Regions from separate parts of the Mus musculus genome. Here regions 1, 2, 3, 4, 5 and 6 are each linked to region 7. A link is a contact called in public promoter capture Hi-C data. All regions are on one chromosome and are shown on one strand. Each heading gives the region's core, a stretch centred on a gene start, on an enhancer-like site or on the middle of the called end of the contact. The rest is flanking DNA. Distances are from core to core; before and after follow the strand shown. Region 1 holds the start of Cln5 (ceroid-lipofuscinosis, neuronal 5). Region 2 overlaps Scel (sciellin). Region 3 holds the start of Kctd12 (potassium channel tetramerisation domain containing 12). Region 4 overlaps Klf12 (Kruppel-like factor 12). Region 5 has its middle 63 kb from the start of Gm41231. Region 6 holds the start of Fbxl3 (F-box and leucine-rich repeat protein 3). Region 7 holds the start of Uchl3 (ubiquitin carboxyl-terminal esterase L3 (ubiquitin thiolesterase)).

The links. Promoter capture Hi-C pulls out the DNA fragments that hold promoters and counts their contacts.
Region 1: a contact with region 7 is called in a promoter capture Hi-C map of embryonic stem cells, with 6 times the contacts expected there. The contact joins the promoter of Cln5 here to the promoter of Uchl3 in region 7. A contact is called at or near these places in 8 of 39 promoter capture datasets (the C10 cell line, the HPC-7 cell line, cranial neural crest and 5 more), 4 of 484 Hi-C or Micro-C datasets (B cells, CD8 T cells, the G1E-ER4 cell line and 1 more), 7 of 115 datasets of contacts at active chromatin or transcription factors (astrocytes, differentiating embryonic stem cells, embryonic hindbrain and 3 more) and 2 of 9 other capture datasets (adipose tissue and liver).
Region 2: a contact with region 7 is called in a promoter capture Hi-C map of neutrophils, with 6 times the contacts expected there. The contact joins the enhancer-like site here to the promoter of Uchl3 in region 7. A contact is called at or near these places in 7 of 39 promoter capture datasets (the 3T3-L1 cell line, cranial neural crest, embryonic stem cells and 4 more).
Region 3: a promoter capture Hi-C map of pre-B cells shows a contact between it and region 7. The contact joins the promoter of Kctd12 here to the promoter of Uchl3 in region 7. A contact is called at or near these places in 15 of 39 promoter capture datasets (the 3T3-L1 cell line, the C10 cell line, the SN4741 cell line and 8 more), 1 of 15 datasets of contacts at CTCF or cohesin (large pre-B cells), 10 of 484 Hi-C or Micro-C datasets (B cells, CD4 T cells, CD8 T cells and 7 more), 7 of 115 datasets of contacts at active chromatin or transcription factors (astrocytes, embryonic forebrain, embryonic midbrain and 4 more) and 2 of 9 other capture datasets (embryonic stem cells and liver).
Region 4: a contact with region 7 is called in a promoter capture Hi-C map of cranial neural crest. The contact joins the enhancer-like site here to the promoter of Uchl3 in region 7. A contact is called at or near these places in 7 of 39 promoter capture datasets (cranial neural crest, embryonic stem cells, frontonasal cranial neural crest and 4 more) and 3 of 115 datasets of contacts at active chromatin or transcription factors (astrocytes, forebrain and stem cell-derived neural progenitor cells).
Region 5: a contact with region 7 is called in a promoter capture Hi-C map of liver, with 2.3 times the contacts expected there. The contact joins the enhancer-like site here to the promoter of Uchl3 in region 7. A contact is called at or near these places in 3 of 39 promoter capture datasets (hippocampal neurons and liver) and 2 of 115 datasets of contacts at active chromatin or transcription factors (embryonic stem cells and pro-B cells).
Region 6: a promoter capture Hi-C map of the HPC-7 cell line shows a contact between it and region 7, with 6 times the contacts expected there. The contact joins the promoter of Fbxl3 here to the promoter of Uchl3 in region 7. A contact is called at or near these places in 17 of 39 promoter capture datasets (the 3T3-L1 cell line, 3T3-L1-derived adipocytes, the HPC-7 cell line and 11 more), 1 of 484 Hi-C or Micro-C datasets (CD8 T cells), 5 of 115 datasets of contacts at active chromatin or transcription factors (embryonic forebrain, embryonic stem cells, extraembryonic endoderm stem cells and 2 more) and 2 of 9 other capture datasets (adipose tissue and liver).

The regions. Positions count from the first base shown.
Region 1 is chr14:103,068,763-103,071,739 of GRCm38.p6, forward strand. It overlaps Cln5 (ceroid-lipofuscinosis, neuronal 5), which reads left to right and starts at 1,454. Exons shown (of 4, transcript NM_001033242.1): 1 at 1,454-1,705; 2 at 2,872-2,977. The coding sequence starts at 1,584.
Region 2 is chr14:103,530,663-103,533,441 of GRCm38.p6, forward strand. Scel (sciellin) reads left to right here. Exons shown (of 31, transcript NM_022886.2): 4 at 2,628-2,687. Among named protein-coding and RNA genes, the nearest start is that of Scel, 19 kb to the left of the region's middle. Within about 2 kb of position 1,504, at least 39 of the 459 cell types and tissues checked have an H3K27ac peak or open chromatin away from gene starts, as enhancers often do. A contact at or near this core is called in neutrophils, where this site is marked.
Region 3 is chr14:102,981,160-102,984,285 of GRCm38.p6, forward strand. It overlaps Kctd12 (potassium channel tetramerisation domain containing 12), which reads right to left and starts at 1,478. Exons shown (of 1, transcript NM_177715.4): 1 at 1-1,478. The coding sequence starts at 1,281. The coding sequence ends at 298. It overlaps Mir5130 (microRNA 5130), which reads right to left and starts at 1,473; the gene lies at 1,390-1,473.
Region 4 is chr14:99,930,022-99,932,769 of GRCm38.p6, forward strand. All of the region lies in intron 5 of Klf12 (Kruppel-like factor 12), which reads right to left. Among named protein-coding and RNA genes, the nearest start is that of Gm22970, 160 kb to the left of the region's middle. Within about 2 kb of position 1,375, at least 17 of the 459 cell types and tissues checked have an H3K27ac peak or open chromatin away from gene starts, as enhancers often do.
Region 5 is chr14:100,220,864-100,223,816 of GRCm38.p6, forward strand. It overlaps a transcript of Klf12 not described here. Among named protein-coding and RNA genes, the nearest start is that of Gm41231, 63 kb to the right of the region's middle. Within about 2 kb of position 1,643, at least 7 of the 459 cell types and tissues checked have an H3K27ac peak or open chromatin away from gene starts, as enhancers often do. A contact at or near this core is called in liver, where this site is marked.
Region 6 is chr14:103,097,989-103,100,802 of GRCm38.p6, forward strand. Fbxl3 (F-box and leucine-rich repeat protein 3) reads right to left here and starts at 1,544. Exons shown (of 5, transcript NM_015822.3): 1 at 1,174-1,544.
Region 7 is chr14:101,652,569-101,655,763 of GRCm38.p6, forward strand. It overlaps Uchl3 (ubiquitin carboxyl-terminal esterase L3 (ubiquitin thiolesterase)), which reads left to right and starts at 1,399. Exons shown (of 9, transcript NM_016723.2): 1 at 1,399-1,537; 2 at 1,640-1,651. The coding sequence starts at 1,496.

The DNA.
Region 1 (2,977 bases), core at 204-2,703, 1.4 Mb after region 7:
ATCGATTCTCCTCATGAGTGACTATTACAATTTCTAACTTTACTAAATTCAACCCTAAATTGAACCTTTAAACTCACCTTTGACCTATTGTAGCATCTTTGACATTATGCTGTGATAGGCAAGAAAAACTGTTAAGAAAAATCTGAAATTAGAGGCTACAATACAGTTGATGTATTTGTTTAGGGCAGTTAAGCACCTATAAAGCAGGTGAGTATATCTAAGGCCTACAAACCTAGTTAAAATATCATTACTCTTTCATTAAAATGTGGTTAGAAAATTGGTGTGTCCGAAGCAAAAAAGCATGTCGTGTTTGACAGAACCTTTAGCAACCTGGAAACCCTTCTCAGAATAGTGATTTATTTAGTTCACAGAGTTATAAATAAGAAAGCAAAGATGAGCTTGAACTTAACACGTTTGCCTGGCTAGTTATCATCCTGAAGTCAAAAAGAGAAAGCCAGCCATCACCTGCTAGGACACGTTAAAGTATCATGATGACACCCTGTTTTTTTCATTCCCTGAGAAACTTTGTCTCCTAAAATTTACAGACTTAATTTTTTTTTTTTTCCTTTTGGAAAATACATCAGCAAGGACGAAACAGCTAGAACCTTTGGCAGAGGAATCTCTGAGAATATCAGCCTCACACTACAACCCAGATAGGTCCAAAACTTTTGATAAAGGGTTTCTGGATCTGACATTTCTATCTCTTCTTGAGCTTCAGAGTTGGCAAGCAAAAAGGATCCCGTGTTCGCTTTGTAGTTCAGACCTCATGCAGCTCCTATGTGCATACACATAGTGGGTTTGCTAGGAGATCTCCAAAATACTGCCTGTTCCAGTCTCATCTCCAGCGTACGTGAGTGATCTTGGTTGCCATCACTCAGTGCAGTGGCCTGAACAGCCTGATTCCGTATGGCGTGATGCTCTTAGCAATCTTACACTTACTGGACAAAGGAGGACCGGAGGATAAATGGATTAAACCTAGCTCTATTGGTCGGTCTTAAGCTTTGAAGAGTCACGGATAATACTAAGTGTGGCAGAGGACAGAACCGGAGCAGAGCAGTCCAAGTCTGGTGATGCCGATGGCAGCACGGAAAGCATATTGTCATTGCTGATCTTTGCAACATTCTCAGAGAGGCCAGGAGAGGGCAATCATTTCCTGTAATGTCCTCATTTTTTAATTCCGCTGAGCACCCAGTGTCTCCAAGCAGAAGATTTGTGTTGGAGACTGGCCTGGGCCATGTGGGTCAAGAAAGTTCATAAGTGTTTTATTGTTGTTACGGTTTGGCTGGTGATGGCTGCGGGGAGGGCAGAAAGCACCTTTGCGCTAGAGGCATAGCACACATCCACCAGGCTGGAGTGAGTTTTGCAGTACCAGTCTCACCCTTCCGGGAGGACAGGGCTTTTTAGCGTCCAGCGCACGCGCGCTGGAACAGAGGCGCCCCGCCCCGGCCGGGACAGGGGAGGCGTCACGCGCCCGGAGGTCACACGGCCAAGCCGGCGCTGGTGCTTGGCTGGCTCCTCGCGGCGGCGCGCACGCAAGGCCGACGCCGGGGCCCCGGAGCCTCCGGGATCTCAGGGAGCCGCGGATGCTGCGCGGGGGGCCATGTGGAGCGCACTGGCGCCCGGCGCTCGCGCTGGCGCTGCTCGGGCTGGCGACGATTCTGGGCGCGTCCCCGACGTCTGGGCAACGCTGGCCGGTGCCCTACAAGTGAGTGAGACGGAGCGGGGCGGGGAGGGGACTTGGAGAGGGCGGATCCGATACCTTAGCGCGCCCGGGGACGCAGGGCACAGGGCGGGCGACACTAAGAGCATAGTTCCTAAATAGTTGGCAACTCGGGGATCCTCACCGGTTCTGGGCAGTTCAGAGTCCTGGGAGGAATGGAGAGTGACATCACTGCACGGAGTGACTTTTAGGTGCTACTGACTTGGAGAGCAGGTTAAAATGTTTTAAACACTGCAATTATTTCATGCCTTATCGTTAGCTGCCATTGCATAACATTTGGGGAGAATTTACAGGGAGCCTGCTTGCTCCCCTGTGTCCTTACTGAGCTAAATGGGGAATTTAGCTGACTGACCCGGGGAATTTCCTCCCTAGGCTAGTCAGGATCACCTTGTTGGTCCACTTCAACCTGGAGGGTAGGTAGGGCTCCGGACCTGAGGAGGTGATCGCAGTCTTTGACTTAGCTAAGTTTTGACAGCCTGTGGGGAATTGCGAAACAAGAAGCGCTCGGTCTTCGGGGTTGCGGGGGACAGGGGTGGGTGGAGTGGTGGCTGGCGTGGGCATAGTGAAGTGGAAAGAGATGCAGCTTTTGAAAGCATATGTTTTGCATAACAGAATGAGGGGCGGGGGGGTTCATGGCATGATGCATGTTCCTCTAAGGAGTTCTTAGTTCTGAAGGCTGCAGACCAAATCTGGTCCCATTTGCTCATCCTCTGTGCGGTCTTAGGGAATTTAACTCAGAATCTTCATGCTCACATACCCTGGACAGAAAACAGGAAATGATAGTAGCCCTCGCATTTCTGGTGAAAACCAGCAGTTGCCAAACTTAAATATTCATGTGTTCTGTTCATGAATTGGTTCTTCTAAATATATATGAGAGAAAAAAAAGTTTAGGGTTGAGGTTGGTTTTCATGAAAATATTCACAAGAAAAAAAAAACCTTAAATACCCAATAAAACAAGAAAGAGATTGTAAATCTCAAAGTATTTTATCTAATACCAGGAGACGGAGGCTGACTGGTCTTTTGACTCTAAAGAAGCCCCGATTGACATTCCCACCTGACAACTGGTATATAGCTGTAAGTTAGATCAGGTTTTGTCCCCGTGTTAAGATTGTTAGAAGAGCAATTCTGAGGATGGTTCTCTTTCTCACCAGGCGCTTCTCTTTCCGTCCGAAGACAGATCCCTACTGTCAAGCTAAGTATACTTTCTGTCCTACCGGCTCGCCCATCCCAGTTATGAAGGACAATGACGTCATCGAG
Region 2 (2,779 bases), core at 254-2,753, 1.9 Mb after region 7:
CCAATCAAAACCAATTCCGGGAAGGAACTCTGGTCTTAGGTGCAGGTTCTTGTATAATTTGGGGAACCCAATTAACATAAGTGTTAGACCAAATTCACAGTACTCCATGGTCTAAGTTTTGTAAGATTTAGAAGGCATAACTTAGTTGTACCACACACTTAAGAAAGTCTGCACTTTTAGAAACATATTCACATACAAAAGAAAGAGAGCTTGATTGTCATCTACAACAGTTTCCTTTGTAAACTGAAAAGCAAGCAAGCCATCCCAGTTTCCCAAAGACAAGTTAATCCCCTCTATGATGTATTGATCACGCCAGTAATTTTTCAAGTTTATAAATACAATAATAACTAAAATTTTTTACATGCATGAATAAAATCTATAAATTCCCATCCATTTTGGTCCCATCTGACCATCTACGTCTAGGTGGTTGGAAGAATGTGGCCTTATATAAGAGCAAAATTTCACTGGTTTTGAGCATTGCTTTGGCTGCTATGTATTTAAAGAACTAAAACTATGGCTATAGGGTTCGAGCCTGTTAGTAACATAGGTTATGAGAGATATTCATCTAGCCTGGTTCCATCTTCATTATCAGTTATATATTATAAGTTATGCATAGCTATGGATTCATTTTCCGACTTCTTTATGTGTTAAGCTTGATGTTGGGCATTTGATTGATGAAGCATCACTAATTCTCATAAACATATAAGGTAGGTATTATAATCTCATTTTATAGGAGAGAAATCCATAGCTCGGAGAAGCTAGGTAATTTATCCAAATGGCCACATAGCTATTATGTGGCTGAATTGATATTTTAACATGATCCACTGTCTTTCCGTTATATCCATGCTTTTTAACCAGAGGCAATTTACCCCAGGGGATATTTGGCAATGTTGCGGGATATTTTTGGTCATGAAATTGGGGAATACACCTAACACATTGCGAATGGAAGTCCAAAGGACCAGTAAACATCCTGAAAAGTGCAGAGTAGACCTCACAGTGGAACACTCTCAAACCACAATGTTAACAGCCACACGTTGGGAAACTGCATTTAAGAGTACTTATTCTAAACTTCTGCACACTATCCAGATGTGCTTACCTGTGGAGCATACTATCTGCACACTATCCAGATGTGCTTATCTGAGGAGCATACTTATAAGTGGCAATGCCAGATAAAAATATCTTTTAACTTTTGTTATCGTATCGTTTTTAGCCACTGCCATATAGTGATGTGGGGAGACTTAGTCACTGTTAGACTGAGCACTACCACTTCCTCCCACAAGTCCACACTTAGCTCTTCAGTGAGAGCACTTCTCTTTCACAAACATCGATAATAAGTTTTAGCTTCCAAGTACTTATACTAACGGGTGAAGGTAAAAACACCAATAAGTCATGGTTGGTGGGAATGTTGTTCGATGCCGAGCAAGCCTCCCTAAGCAGGTCTGGGGAAGCCGGCTTGGGTGGCGTGGCAGGTGCTGAGTGGAGGGGAAGTTGGCTTAGGTGCTTTTCTGGCTCCTACTGGCCCAGTTCTGGGCTGGGTGCTATCATTTGCTTTCGGGCAAGAATGTGCCCGGCCCCTGCTGTGCTCTTTAAGGTTTTACGGAAAGGTCCAAGGAAGAGGAAAGCTTTTCTCTTGGCCTTCTGAGCATGCTGCTGTGCTAGATCATTTTCAGTTTCTCTGCTCACCTTTCTTTTTAATTATCTAGTCCAGTTTCTTTTATAGCTTTGTTAAACATAGTTCCAGAATGTTGAGTGACGTTAATGGAGCCCGTGGAGAGCGGAGGTGGTGTTTCAGGTTTGGGGAGTTGGCAGGAAGAGGTTCAGGTACTTGCCCTCTGCTGAGTTCCCAGGCCACATCCTAATGTCACCTGGGCTTCCATGCCCACTCCACAAAGTCAGAATGGCATTGCTTTGGCAACTTATGTATACAATACAATTCTATCATAGGGTTGAGTAGTAAAGAGGGCAGGGGAAACAAAGATCCGGGTCCTGAGCCGCCTTTGTCAGTTGCTCATCTTCTGATTCTAGGAAGCCACAAAACCTTTGATGACCTCATCTACTTACTGGCTAGCAGAAACAGTGTCTTCCCTGCCGCAGTTGAGAGGTCTTTGAAGGCACATGCATTCTAATGCCTTAAAAATGGGCTTAATCTCCTATGAATGATTAATCTCCCTCATTTGAAACATTAGCAATTGTTTCCCTGTGTTTTGCCAAGGCAAATGGTCAAATCCATCAAAACGGGCAGACATCGTAGGCTTAATTACAGCTGAAGAACGCTGATAGAAAACGTTTGTCTTTTCCTCTTGTTGGAAAGAACTGGTACACACAAAGTCAATGCTCTCATGTTTCCACACTTGGGTTTTTTTTTTTTTAATCACTCTAAACAAAGCACTGACTGATTGTGGAAATCTCATGGGACAAATAGACTTGTACCGTCAAACTAGTTTTACTCCATTCTGATCCTGCAAGTTGTGGCTGGTTAATTTAGATTTATGGTTGTGCTCTTAGGCACGGAGTAAAGCAAATTAACCTTGCCTAAAGTTGTAGCTCTCTTCCTGTCTCTCTTATTTGATGCTTAGCAAACATTATGGTAACTTTTGATGTAACTTAATTTTGGTCTTTCTCTGCAGAGACGGAAATTATGGCAGGGTGGTGCTCAACCGGCACAACTCCCATGATGCCTTGGACAGGTGAGCGTCTATAACAAATACATAACTCAAGACACAAAAGTGGAGGTTTAGAGAGAAGACTTGTGCAAGCCAGATGTGTGTTTGTAGGTAGG
Region 3 (3,126 bases), core at 228-2,727, 1.3 Mb after region 7:
ACGACAATCTGGGGGAAGGGTGGTTGGAGGCCAGGAGTAGAGGAAGCATGAGTGAAGGGCTACATCAGAACACTCTCTCGGCTAGTGGGGTCCAAAGATGATGAAGACGCCCAGAGGATTTGTGGCTGCAGATTCGCAAGTGGGGTGCAGACGGGTCTGGGTGACCTACTAGGAGATCTGGGGGTGGGGGCAGAAGGAATCGGGAAACAGGGAGGAAGCGAGGGCATCTATAATCCTGTCCCCCGAGGGGAGGAAGGGAAGTGGGCACCGGAGTGGCGAGGGGCGGGCGTGGGGAGCTCACTCCCTGCAGAAGACGTACTCGGTGTAGCTGGTCCAGATCTTGTCCTCGCTCTGGTCGGTGCTGCTAGCAAAAGCGCAGGTGCCCGTGGAGCTGCACGCCACCATGTGGAAGCCCGACTCGGACAGCTTATCGAAGGCCTGCTCTAGGAAGTTGAACTTGAGGTAATAGCGGGAGGTGTAGCGCTCCGGGGGCCGGTCGGGGTCCCGGCTCTCATTCAGGGTGTCCCCAAACACCTCCTTGGCCAGCGACGTCTTGCCGCACACGGTGATGCGCGCCACCCGCCGGAACTTGGCGTCCGCCTGAGCGTCGCGCCCGATGGTGTAGGAGCCGCGGTAGCCGATGGTGATGTAGCCGGAGCGCCGGCTGCCGTCCAAAGACTGGGACGGCGTGAGCAGGGGCCCCGCCGCGCCCCCGGACGGGCTGCGGCTAGCCAGCTCCAGCGTGGGCGAAGGCGCCCCGGCCGAGGCGCCCTCCTGCGGCTCGGGCTCTGCGTAGCCCAGCGGCAGCAGCTCATCGCCCAGAGAGCCCTCCTTGTGCACCCCGCGGCGCGAGTGCGGCGGCGGTGGCCCCGGACCGGGTTGCTGGGGCGCCCCGAGGCGACGCACGAGCTCCGGCAGCTCGAAGTACTCGGCCTCGCGCTGCAGCCGGCTGCGCTCCGGGAAGTAGTCGGGCAGCACGAGCTGCAAGTCCCGCAGGTAATCCAGGATGTAGCGGAAGAGGAAGCCGTCCCGGTCCAGAAAGAAGCGGCCTTTGCTGTCCCGGGCCAGCTCCTGCGGCTGCTGCTGCGTGAACATACGCCAGAGCAGCGAGTCGGGCACGGACACCACGGTGCAGCGCCGGGTCACATACACCTGCCCTCCCACGTTCAGCTCTACGATGTCCGGGAAGAGCGGCGGCTCCGCCGAGGACGACGACGAGCCGCTGCCACCTCCGCCTCCGCCCCCGTTGGGTAATCCTCGGGTGCTGTCCGCCAGAGCCATGGCCAAAAAGAGGTGGCCCGGATGGGCCAAGTGGCAGGGAGCGGGGTCGCGATCGGAAGCCCCAGCGGCTCTTATCGGGGAGCCCTGCGCTCAGGCGGCGGCCGGCCACTGAGAGCCGCGCGGTGCGAGCGCGCAGCAGTGCGCCCACGAGAGCCCCGGTGCGCTGCGCCTGCCTCGCCCGCGCGCTCCAGGCGAGTGGCGGGTCGCGGCCCGCGCGCCGCTTAAGTAGAGCCGCCCGCTTGGGCGGCGCGGCGCGCAGGAGGCGGTGGGCGGCTGCGGAGCCGCTGAGCTCGCTCCCGGGGCGGGGAGGGCTGGGGCGGGGTGGGGGTGGGGGAGGAGCGGGGAATGCATTTGCATGCTAAACGCTGACGCGGCTCGGGGCTGCAGGCTCCACCCTGACCCGCGCGCTCCGGGGGACGACCGGACTGTCACCGCCCGTCCGCCCACCCGCTCCGGGCCCAGCTCCTCTTCCTCTTCCGCAGTGGGTCAGAGCCTCCAGGCGCTTCTCCAGGAGGCTGATCACTAAAGCGATCCTCTTGTGTTCCCACCTCCCCTCCCGCCGCCCTTCTCGGCTGACCGCAGCCGGCACCCGGGGACTCCAGAAGGGGTTGGAAACTTTCTGGCAGAGTGGAAAAGCTTGATTGCCTGCGGCTAGCGCCCTCTAGACCTACCCGCTTCTAACAGTGCAGAGCGCTGCTGTTGGAGATCCATCCCCGGGTCTCTGGAAGTTCTGAAGAGACACTAACTTGGAAAGGATGCACCGGTCCCTTCAAGTCCAGACCACCCAAAGGTTTTTCACGTGACTATGTGACTAGCGTATAGCCTCGAAAAATCCCTAGAAACCACAAGCGAATGCTTCGCGAAAATGCTCTGTTAGATTATTTTGCGAGAGCATAAAGTCTTTGGTTAGGAAACCACAACACAGTACTGCAGTGAGCAGAAATGACTAGGAGAGGAAGTTGGGTGGACACAAAGGGGGGGGGAGGGGCTTACACTGCGTGGGCAAGAAAAGCTAATAAGCGCCTCCAATAGTGGGACGTGAGGCCTCCGGTTGCTTTCAGCCATCTGTAAATCGCACCAGAAAATTCCAATCTAATATTTTCTTTTATTCGTATTATTAGTATTTAATGATTTTACTAGTATTTCATTATTTTACTAAAATTCCGCTGATGTTTTATTTGTTCCTTGAAATGTTAATGCACGTATAGAAAATAATTTACTTTTAGCCCATGCATAACTGTTCTAAAGGTCCAGTAACCCGTGTTCTCCTCCTCCCTCCATCGTTCTCTTCTGTACTTTACAAGACCGTCCACCAGAGAAGAAAGGCTGTGTAGGTCTGAAGGCCCTTCAGATTTAGCCATGCTCTCTATGGACTCCTACTTGTTCAGCGTTTGGAGTCATGCACAAATTTCAGCCCACAGAATTCTGCCACTGCCGGGAAACCTTCCATGGTCTCCCAGGGGAATGAGACAGGTTGCTCTTCAAATTCCCATCTTTGCACTTGGCACGTTCTGAAATCTCAAATTTGTGGTCTGTTATCTGATCGTTGGTTTTTGGTGAATAAATAGATAAGGGCTTCAAGAAGCCCAAGATAGAGGAGACTCTGAAAAACCACAATTTTAATAAATGCTCTTATACGTTGCTGGGCATCAGGCTGTGGAGAATTCAAGGCTGACTACCTACATCTCCTTTAGAGCAGCCAAGAGGCAAAGGGTTGGCCATCTGAACAGTTATCAGATCACTTTGAAGGACAGGCTGTCAATCACAATAAGCCCAGAAAGATCTTTGTCTTAATAATGATGTCTACCCTTTGTGCGACTGTCCAATGAGCTTGATAGTCTTCTC
Region 4 (2,748 bases), core at 125-2,624, 1.7 Mb before region 7:
CAACTACAAGGTCAATTTTCAAATCCATTAATATAAGCCACAAATAAACCCGTTCAATGAATATACTCAAAGGACACAGATTTGTTTTGTTTTGTTTTGCTTTGTTTTTTTAAAGCCACACAACACTCATTCAGTGGGAGAACCTTCTGCGTCAGACTAATTACAATCACAAGGAGATAGGAAAAGCAAGCTTGTATTAATCAAGCCGGTTTTCCCTCTGCCATGGAGAACTGGCTGGCAGAGCAAAAGCAGAGAGATAGAGCTCCCTCGCAAGCCCACTGAGGAAACCCCGGATCCAGTGGAGAAAGGATGGTCTCCAAAGGCAGGTGGAGGCGAGGAGTGCAGTTAGAACATCTCGAGATAGTATGTGGCTCGTGGAAATGAGGAACAAAGAGAAATGTGGCAAAGTTTGTATTGTTAAAGCATTATAAAGAAGGTTTACTTAAGAGAAAAAAAAATGAAAAAGACAATGCCGCAGAGCCATGTTTTACCGACTTGCCTCATAAGGCTTATGAAGTCCTCTCCTACAAAGTCCCCTTCGTTCAGCATCGGATTATCCCTATAAATTAAATAGGCAAGAGCAGGAAGGACTCAATGTTGTCTCTGCATCTCTTAATTAGGGAGCGACAGAGCAGGTGTTGCGCGTGAGCTTCAGAACTACACGTCTGTTTCACACACACACACACACACACACACACACACACACACACACACACACACTTCAAAGGTTTTGTCCAGCACAGTAGTTACAAACAGGCAAGAAACAGAGACGATGGTTTGACGTTTAGAGATGGTTAACAGGAGGCAACCCCTCCCTGCTCCCCAGATCTGAGCTCTTCTGCTCTTCTTGAAGTATGCTTCAAGAGATGGGAAATGGTCACCAAAAAATGGAAAGAAAAAAAAAAATCACCATAGTTAGAAGAAAGATGTGCTGATCCTGAGTTTGATTTGTTCTGCAAACTTGGACAAATCTTTCAAAACTTCCTGAGCTTCCCACTAACAAGGCGAAAGTACCGAAACGGATATAGTGGCTTTAGTGATCAGTGTGGCCGGAGCCTGCTGTGGCATGTTCCGCTACTGAATGTGGCTGAAATTTAGGGTCCAGGAAGATGAGAAAGTTCACAGGAAGGAAAATGGGCAAGTGCTTGTGCATGATGCGCAGGGCCTCAAACATCTGGGAAAGGACTCGTGTGCAATGGTAAGGGCTCTGTGCATGATGCGCAGGGCTTCAAACATCTGGGAAAGGACTCGTGTGCAATGGTAAGGACTCTGGACTTCCAAATTCTTGCCAAAACAGCTAAGCTAGGAACCCAGGAGTAATTCCACTGGCCTTTGGCAGTGATCACTAGGCATGGTGAAAGACCCTCTATTGAGGGATGCCAGTGAGGAGCTTAAAGGAGTGCATCCAGCTAGGGATGGTGAGGGCATGCGGAAGGAGGAGGAGGCAAGAAACATGTAGCTCCGGGGTCAATCCAGGCATCTGGTATGCTCTTGGATGCAATTGCATCTTTCTCCAAAATGCTAGGATTATAGGCAGTTACCAGGTTTTTACATGATTCAGGTGAGGCTCAGGGTCCTCTCCTCTTGCCCGTCTTCCCAGGACTCCAACCACATAGCTTGCCCCTGCCTCCTGCCCTGTTTTAGGAAAAAAGTAAAATTGCACGAGCCACACAATTTGATGAGAAGTGGGGCATCCCTAGTGGAAATTTTAGGATAACATTGGAAAAAAGGTAGCCCAGAGTATGGAAAAGACATTACCCACTAGCTTGCAAATGGCTCACAAATGTGCTGTGGAGGACGAAGACTTTCAGAGAGTTAGAACTAACTGCAGGAACAGAAAGAAATAAGGCTGAAGAGAACAAAAATGAAACACACAAAAACAAAAACCCCGAGCCACTACAATCTTATTGAGCATTCAAGGCCCAGTTTTAATGGAGGCTAGAAGGCCAAATGAGTCCATTCCTGTTTAGAGGTGGAGATGATGTCCCTAGATTGCATTTTGGTTTTAGGATTGTATGACATCAACCATTTACAGCTCTCAGCGACACCCACTTCCACCTCTAGGTGGCAGCAACTCTCTTCTGTTCTGAACATGGTTTCCTCCGGCCTTTGTTTCTGTTCTCCATGGTAATTCCATACTTCCTTGTCTTTCACAAATAAATACCATGCAGGTTGGGGAAGATTACTGTAAATTACTTCCACCGAAGGACATCAGTCCACTCTTAAGTTAAGCTACAGGGCTTTGTAAACTTCACAAAATAATTCAGGTCTAAAAGTGAAAAATAACAGGAGTGAGTTTGCTTGTCTCTTGCATTCCCACATAAAGTAGTATTTTTCTTTACAGATGTTTAAGGAAATGATTAGAGGAATGGGCAAAACCTATGGAAATAAAGGGATTTTGCAAGAATATTAACATCACCCTATGGGTGAATAAAGTCATGGCTTTTTTTTTTTTTTCAGACTGTTAAGTAGATATTCTGATATATAAATGTTCTCCGTATTTTTGTAGCTCAGGAGAGCAGTTCCAGTGTCCACACAGTGACAAGGACACAGAGCACTGCTCTTCTGGGCAAACTGAAGCAAATTCTGCATCACTCCCTACAAGTTCCCTTTTCATCCAGCTGTGGCACAAACCCTTTCTAGAACATATATGTACTGATTGTATTGAACCACACCTTAAACCTCCCTATAGGCTCAGGATTCTACATTGTTTCGGAGACACCTGAAGCAAACTGTAGCCTCGTCAGG
Region 5 (2,953 bases), core at 393-2,892, 1.4 Mb before region 7:
TCTTAACTCCAGAGCTGTAGGAAACAAGGGACTTGGCTGGGACTTGATGGCTGCCAGCCTAGATGCAGTGACACAACCTACCTCAAAAGAAAAAAAACAGTGAAATAGGATCGAGCAGGCCACCTGACATCCTCCTCAGGGCTTACACATATGCCACATATGTGCTTGTACCCAAATCACAAACATACTTACACAAATATACTACACATACATACAATACAACATACGGAAATAAACAGCAGGAGACCAAGAGTCACTAGGAGCAATTCATACAGGTTATCAATCTTAATTATTCTTACACACAGACATACATACGCACACACACAGCATGCATATATACACAGTAGCAAAAATAGGCATCACCAAATAGAACTAGAAATAAAGCACACACCACTGCCTTTATGGGGCTAAGATGCTGATGATAACATCACATCTTACTGCGATAAAGATTACAATTGCTAATCCTGGCAAGGTGGGTTCCCCCACCTAAAAATGGCACAGGGGTTGTCAGTCTAAAGCATGCCAAATCATAAGTGGACTCCTAGATGTAATGTGGCCATTACCTCGGGAGCATGTCACTAAACCCGAGGAAAATATTAGTAAGAGAAAAGGATTTAATCATACTTCTACATGGCTACCAGGTGACAGTGTCAGCAACAGCCTCAGGCTGTAGTCTGTAAAGCTAAACTCTCTTACAGCTCATAAAGTTTTAACAAGCGAAGAAACAATGAACTGAAAGAGATGCGACAACAAATGGTTAAAAAAAATTAAGATCCAAGCCCCATCCCGGCGCTACAAAACTGGCCACAGCGCAATGCTGCACTGTGATTGCTATTATGTTAAATTGATGCTGAGGGGAAAGAATGAGCAACTGTCTGAATATTGACAGAAAAGCGTAAAACTCCATGTAATGAATCAGCAGCAGCTCTGACATTTTCCTTCCTCCTGGAACCATCAGATATTCTGCCACAGGAACTTAGCACCCAAGGTGCAATGCAGGGGATATGGTTAGATTCCCATGATGACCTCGAGGCAACTCCCATCTTTTCTTCACAGAAGATACCTAAGTAGAAATGCAAGTTTACCTGGAAGCAAAGCCAATGATTGCAAAGCTCTGCCACTCACCTTTACCCTAGATTATATTCCGCTTTCTAATGCTTCAAGTCAATGGCTCTTAGCCTACCTGATGCTGTAGCCATTTAATTATAATTCCTCATGCTGTGGTGACCTCCGACCATAAAATTATTCTGTTGATGCTCCATACCTGCAGTTTTGCTACTGTCTTGAATCTCAGAGTAAATATCTGTTATGCAGGATATCTGATATGCAACCCTTGCCAAACCACAGGTTGAGATGCACTGATCCAAGCACATGTCTTCCTGAATCTCTTTCTGTATTTTTGACAGCTTCAGACATACACAGAATGCATCGTAATTCTATCCAGCCCCTTGTTACCCTCTGGTAGCCTTCTCTGAAGCCCTTCTTCTTCCCACCTTGTCCCCCAGTGATTACACCATCAGGGACAATGATGTCTCCTCCCGTATGATCAAAGTCTTCAGAATCACATTCTGTTATCTGTCACAGGAAGTCAGAGTGCCCAGTGTCATGCAGGTCCCCACAGCTCTGTGTGTGTCAACTCTGAATAGGAACATTTCACAACACTGCTCCATCTTCTGACTCTAAGATTGTTCCGGTCCTTCCTCTGTGATGTTCCCTGGGCCTTGGAAGGTGGCGATGGGGTTGCTATCTATGTCCTGTTTAAGGGTGAGTACCCCTCAGTCACTTAGTCTCAGCACTTTGATCAGATGAGTCTCTGATTGTCACACATCATTTGGGGGCTGGGGGACACGGGTACAAAGTCTTGTTGGCTTCAATGGAAAATGGATGGGGGAACACATCAACTATCACTTCTAGGGCAGTGTCCACAGACACAATTGCTGCGTCTTGCTGATATCTTTTAGAGTTCTTGTGCATAGGACATACTAACTAAAAAAAAAAATTTGAAAAGCAAAATTAATGAAAATATGAGAACCATGAAGCAGACAAAAATGGGTTTCTTCAAGCCCCTAAATCTTTAATACTTGTAATATCTTCATGGGATTTATAATAAATTATATCAACAATTATAAATATAAGAAATTAGCCCTTGTTAGAAATAGCTCACAAAAAGAGAAAAAGAGGTAATATACAATTAATACACTATTCTTTACAATTTTTGAAACTTAATTTTCTTAAATTAGTGGACTTCATATTGCCACATCTTCGCAATGTTCAAGATTATCTATAAGCAGGTGATATGACCATATAATTAGCTCATTATTTCCTTTTGGAATTCGGGGAGGTTTGGGGGAGTAGGGATGCTTGAGGGAGGGTGGAGACAATAGGTGAGAGCTGTTCCTTTTTAAATTTAAGCTAGTACTGACTTGGAAATGTCCAAACTCCTAGGTGGCTTTTATAGTGCTAGAAGGTGCTACTCATGGTATCAGAGGAGAGGTGCAATTATCATTCCTATCCAGCCACACGTGTGTTGATTGTCAATAGTAACAACTGTCCTGACAAGATACACCCACAGATGCAATAATGGCACAAATGTCATGGCAATAACGGTATTCTCATGGAATTTAAGACCTGTCCTATGAGATGAAACCCATTCCTAGCAATCATCATCAGGGCCAAGAGTCTGTGGCTAGATAGATCATAGTCCCTAGGGGAGAACCCAATGCTATTATTCTGCTAAATGGACACAGTATTAAACTGATTCCTAATGAATTGTTCAACCCATAATGCTCAACTATTATCTGAGAAGCTTCTTTTTGAAGCACAAAGCCATCAGCAAGAGACCCACAACAATAGACTGGGAAGTGCTCAGCCTTAAATGTGGTGTCAATATCACACTGCTCACAAGCTCAGAGAATTATTGTGGAAAGGGGAGTGAAAAGATTAGGAGCCTGAG
Region 6 (2,814 bases), core at 294-2,793, 1.4 Mb after region 7:
CTGCATAAAGAACAATTCGGTGCATTCACTAGTACACAACTAGTTTAGAGTAATGGGTTTTATACTGCTTCTAGTGGAAGTCAAAGTGCCCTTTATAGCTGAACAGGAAGAGTGTGGTGTATAAAACAGGACACTAAATATCAATGCGATTTCCTAAGCACAGAAAACTGGGCTCCAGCAGTTTTGATTTATTGCAGTGTTTCAAGAACCCAGAGAAAGTATGGTGGCAACAACTTTAGCTAGTGTTTACATCAAGTGTCCAAGATGCAACTAATGAGGGACACCCAGTAACTTGAGCATCACCAAGAATTAGTGAGCTAATCAAACATTTCCTTAAACTGAAACCAAGAGCCAAACTTCCCTTACTGTCTTTAAACATTTACATATTCTGGACATGCAAAAAATATTTTTTAAAAAATTTGTACTTTAGGTTTAAAAGTCCCGTTCTGGCATTACATTTGCATATGCCCTTTTGTTTTGTTTTTCATAGAAGGAAACCTAACACACATTCTTTGGCTGAAATACAAGAATGGAACAATACGAAAAAGATTAACTCTCAGAATGGTGAGAGCACAGTGGATATAGATGAACTGGGACTGGACACACAGACAAGACACAACCGGGAGCCGGCACACAGGTAACACGGGGCGGGTTACAGACATTTTAACATCTACAGGGACATTTTTTTTTTAAATTCGCCTTTTGGTGTAAGCAAAAGATACAAACATCTGGGCAAGTGGGATAGGCACCATTACCAACAAAACCGCCGCCCGCTCTCACCTCGCACGCGGCTCGGCGATGCCCTGCCCGGGCGGCTTCCGGGTGGTGGTCTGCAGCACGCGACCCGGGCGGCTGCCCCTAAGTTCACCAAGTTTTCCACCGTGCGCCTCCCCGGCCCGGCTTCCGCACACACTGACCGCCCAGGCCCCCGGGCTTTCCAGCCGCCTGCACCCGCGCCGCCCAGGGCGAGCCCGGAGGAGCCCGTCCTCCTCGCTGCCCCGCCACGCGCGGCCACCGAGCGCGCGCCGCGCCGGCCACGCCTTGTTGACAGACACCGAGGCCCGGGCGCGGCGGGGCGGGGCGTTGTTCCCGTCGCGCCCCGCGCGCGCCCCCGGCCGCCGCCGCCGACCTCCCCGCCCGACTCCGGGCTGCGGCCCCGAACCTCCGCCGTACCTGCTGCCGGGGGCGGCTTCCCCCACACAGCACCCCGGGCCGCGCGGACGACGGCGGCAGCGGCGGCGGCGGCTCCCGCGCCTCTCACATGAGGCCTCCCGGGGCCCCGTCTCCGAGCTCCCGCCGTCGCGGCCCCCCGCGCTCCGCCCGCATCCGAGACGCTGGTCCCGCGGCGGGCGCCGACGCGGCTCCACCTTTGCGGCTCCGGCTGCCCCGGTGTGTGGGGAGGAGAGCGTCGCGTCCCTTCTCTGTCCCGCGCGGTCTGTGTCCTTCGCCCCGGCACCTCCTCGTCGCCCGCCCGAGACGCCCTAGGCGAGCAGCGATCGACAGCAGCGAGCCCGAAGCTTCGGCCCAGTTAGGGAATCCAAAATGGCGCCCGCAGTTCGCGGCCGCGCGCTTGCCCCTGCGCGTCCCCGCCCGAGGGGGCGGGCGCGCGGCCGAAGGGGCTGGCCGGGCGCGCGCACCGAGGCGGCTCCAGCCTCCCGGGCTGTCCCTGGCCAAGTTTGTTTAGGGGCGGAATGTGGGCGGGTTGGTGTTCGCCAGACGTGGCTGGCCTTTCCCAGGGTTAAAACCGGAAAGTTTAGGGCGGGGGAGCCGACGCCAAAGGCGGAGGGAGTGTCTGCAGGGCGGGACGCACCCCTACCGGACGTAAACATCACCTGACAGCGACCCACCTCCGCGAGGAGGGCGCGGCCAAGGGAGCCTCTGAGGTTGCTGTCTGTACCTAGAAAAAGAATAAATAAATCAACGTGGTGGACGTTGCGATCACTACGGGTTTCTTAAGACAATATTTGCATTTCCATTTTTCCAAGGCTTTTTTTTAATGAGTCATAACTTTTTCAAAATCACATTTACTTATGAAACAGAACCCCCAAGTCTGAGATTTCTTTTCAGAAACACGTAAAGTGTGAAGAAGCAGATGGCTAATTAAAAAAAGACAACCCCCACTCCTCGCTCCCGGGTGGTGGAGCGTTTTGTAAGTCAAGGAGTCTTTTAAATGCTATCAAATATTTGACTTTTTTTTTTTTAAGTTTGGACTTGGAGATACTGAGTTTTTCCTAAAATAAGAAAAGTCCCCAGAAAATCTTAAGGTTAGCTGTATACCATGCCTTCTGCTTTTTCTGTGTTATTTCTCCAAAGTAAAGATCTCTTCTCTCTCTTTCGTTTCCTACCCTCCTCAGTTTTCTTTATACTGATTTTCATTTTGTAGATCAGGCTGGCTTGGAACTCTGAGATCCACCAACCTCAGCCTGCTCAATGCTGAGATTGAAGAAATGTGCCACCACACGGAACAAAAACATGCTGAACTTTAAAATGCTTTTATGTACTTGTTTTTAATTTACTATTAATTTTATAAGCTTTTCGTTTTGTTGTAGGTGTGAGTGTGCGCGTGTGCGCGCGGCGCGCGCATTTGAGTGCAGTGCCCGTGGTGTCTGGAGTGGATGTTGGATTCCTTGGAGCTGGAGTTATTTACAGGCAGATGTGAGCCACTCATCCTGAGCGCTGGGAACTGAACTCAGATCAGCTGGAAGAACAGCAAGCACTCTTAACTGCTAAGCTGTCTCTCTAGCCCAGAGTAAATTATTATATTTTTTAAAAGATGAAGTCATGAGAACAGGTTCTGTCACACACTTAAGACCG
Region 7 (3,195 bases), core at 149-2,648:
GTGGCGTATTGGCCAAGCACTAAGAGGAGAAACAAAATGCAGAACTGCAGGAGTCTGGAGAAAAGCGGCTGTCTGAAAATTCCCCTGGCACCCCAAACAGCCCCAGTAGAGACTGAGACTATAGCAAGCACCACAAGAGATCAGGCAACTGCAGCTAACCGATCATGAGCCCAGCATTGCCAGATTTACCAAGTCATGAGGTTGGACAGATATGGCATCAAGCCATCAGACAAATAGGGAGGAGTCAAGGGATTACAAGAGTCACCGGGTTATAAAAATAATAGCCAGAGCATGCGTGGGAGAGTTGGAAATTTCCCAAGAAGGACAAATTCAGCATAATAATATTTTTCTCACTTCTTAACTAACCTTTCCCTGAAATCCTTCTCTTCGATACAGAATAGTAATATATATCAGATCAAATTTCTGGAGTCCTGCCATGACTCTTGGTTCCTACATATCAAAAGGATTGCTCCTTGAAATATCTTCTGCTTCTCTGTCTTCATAAATGTTACCTTGTGTCAACTTTCCTGTTTTTGCATTTCCCCACATAACTGACAGATGGTATTTCTGCATACATGATTATTCCACTTCTCTCTCCTTTGTGACACTGAGATTGGGCCCAGGGCCTCAAGCATGCTAGACAAGTGCTCTACCATTTCTCAAATAGCCCTTGAGAAATCTCCTATGTACTAGCCATTGAGTTAAACCCTGAAAAACAAACAAACAAACAAACAAACAAACAAAATCATTACATTTGTCATCCTGAAATTTAGTGGGATGGCGAATGGATTTCAAAATGCTGTTTAAAGTCCTTCAGTTTGTACCAAACAGTACATTGCCTGATTTCCTCTTTGTAGTGGCTCCATATTGTTTCTCAAGCAGAACTGAGTATCTATCTACCTATCACCTATATCCACCATTTACCTATTACCTGTATCTCGGGCAGTGCAATAACAGATAAGGCCAACATATCATTCCAGTATCCTCACAAAGGAGCAGGAAGACCATGATTCCAAGGAGTCAACCCCTCTGGCTTGGCTGCCTTAAGGCTAGCAAACCGGTCCCACTCTCACAGAGTAGGAATCCATGACGCGCCCCCTAGAGCTTCTGGTTGGCATTGCAAGAAGGTGAGGTTGCCTGCGAGCACGCGGCCCGGTGGCGCATGCGTAGAACTCGGGAGCTCGCTCGGGGGAAGGGAGAGTCCAAGTGTGAGGGGAGTTCACCGTTGATCAAAGCTTCTTTTTCTCATGAACTAGGACATGGCTCAGGCTTATCAGTTTAATTTGCCTTTTAACTTCATTAGTAACTCCAGGGCTGAGTCTCCGTAGGGAGAGATCAAGCGTCTTGGGGGTCGTGGAAGTCCATTCGTTGGTTTCCCCCTCGGGGCGGCGTTTGGATGGTGCCGGCCGGAGCGCGCGGGGGCGGAAGCGGCGGCGGCGGCGGCTGCGGCGGTGGTGGCGGCTGTCAGAGCTGGAGAGCGGCCGGCGGAGCAGTCATGGAGGGTCAACGCTGGCTGCCGCTGGAGGCCAACCCTGAGGTGAGCGCGGCCGGGTTCCGCAGCCAGGGCCTGAGCGGGTCGGGAGGCCGGCGCCAGCCCGCATGCGCGCGTCGCTAAACCCTCTTCTGTGTCTCGTTTCAGGTCACCAACCAGGTGAGTGCGGTCGGTGCCTGTCACCCCGGACCCCGGAGTCCTTCCCGCCTTCCCCGCCAGCCTCCCCGCTGGCCTTCACCTCTGCATCCCCAAGGATCCAGGGATCTCATCCCGGGCGGGCAGGCGGCCCCAGGCTGCGGCTGTGGGCGGCTCCGCCCCTCTCGGGCCACCACCTGGCTCGGGGAGATGCCGGTGCAGCGAGCGTCCTCTGTCCCTCCGTCGGACCCCGCGTCGCCGGCGCTGCCTGGGGCACCCGGGGTCTGAGGTTTGGTAGCCCCTCGCCTGGTATCCCCACCCCGTGCCTTTCCCCATCTTGGTTCGTCTCCTTGCCGTTGCGGGTTCCATCCTGTTCCTTGACCCTGTCCCTTCTAAGGTGACTAATTTGCCAACACTTCCTGACTCCCGGCTTTGTAAACTTGCCCACCCAGTTCTGGTAATTCCATCCACCTCCTGTACAATGAAATCACCTTTCAGTCATCTCTTGCCCCATCGAGGTCCTTCTCTTCCCTGCCACGCCCCCTTTCTCTCCCCGTCTTTCGAAGGTGGACCTGGTCCTTGCCTCCTGTACCACACAAAGCCCGGTTTAATGGTTGTCCTGCAATGCGTAGCCACCTGCTACTCTTAAAAGGGAGTTTGTTTTGGATACTGAAGGTTGGGGCTTGGGATGCCTTTCAGACCCCAAATTAGGTGGTGGAATGCATATATATATATATATATATTTGCACAGATATGTATTAATTAGCCTTTTTTTCTGCTCTCAGATTTAGTTCACCTTTAACAGTTCTCTTAGTTTGTTATATAGTTTTCTTCCTTTTCTTCCATCTTTCTTCTCATAACCGAAGGATAAAGATCTATTATCAACGTTTAAAAATGCTTTTTTGAGACCAGACATCGTGGTACATGTCTGCCAGTATCAGCGTGTGGGAGGCTGAGGTAAAGAGGATTTTGAGTTCCAGCCCAGCCTGAATTGAAATGCTGCCTAAAAACCTGCTCCCTTCCTCCAATTATTATTATTATTATTGTTATTTTTAACGGTTTTTTTAAAAGCATTTTAGCAAATTCTTTGTATAAAACACACAGGCTTTATGTTAGAGGTGACATCCTTTGTCTTTTGGAATTTTTGAAAGTGTTTTCATTTATTTTGTTTCATTTATTGTTTCATTGATTTCGGGTGGAGGTCAGAGGACAACTTTCTAGATTCAGTTCTCTCAGTCCCTCAGGTGGGTCCTTGGGATTAAACACAGGTCTTCTGTATTTGCTGGTGGGAGGAGCCTTGACTCACTGGCCTGACTCCCTGTAGCTTATGTGGGTTTGTTATATATTTTTGTTAGCATCAGTTCCTATCTTCTTAGTAAGGTGAACTGTGTAAAGTTTAAAAGCCAGCACTTCCCCGTTGCCTTGCTGTTCACAGCACCCTTTCTGGAAGAGGCCAAATTCCTTTTGTTCTTGACTTTGAAATTTGCTCATCTCTTTCCCTAGTGCATTTTATTTTGTCAAGAGAAAAATCTCAAAGAATTTCCAACTTCTGTGCATAAGAAGAAGTG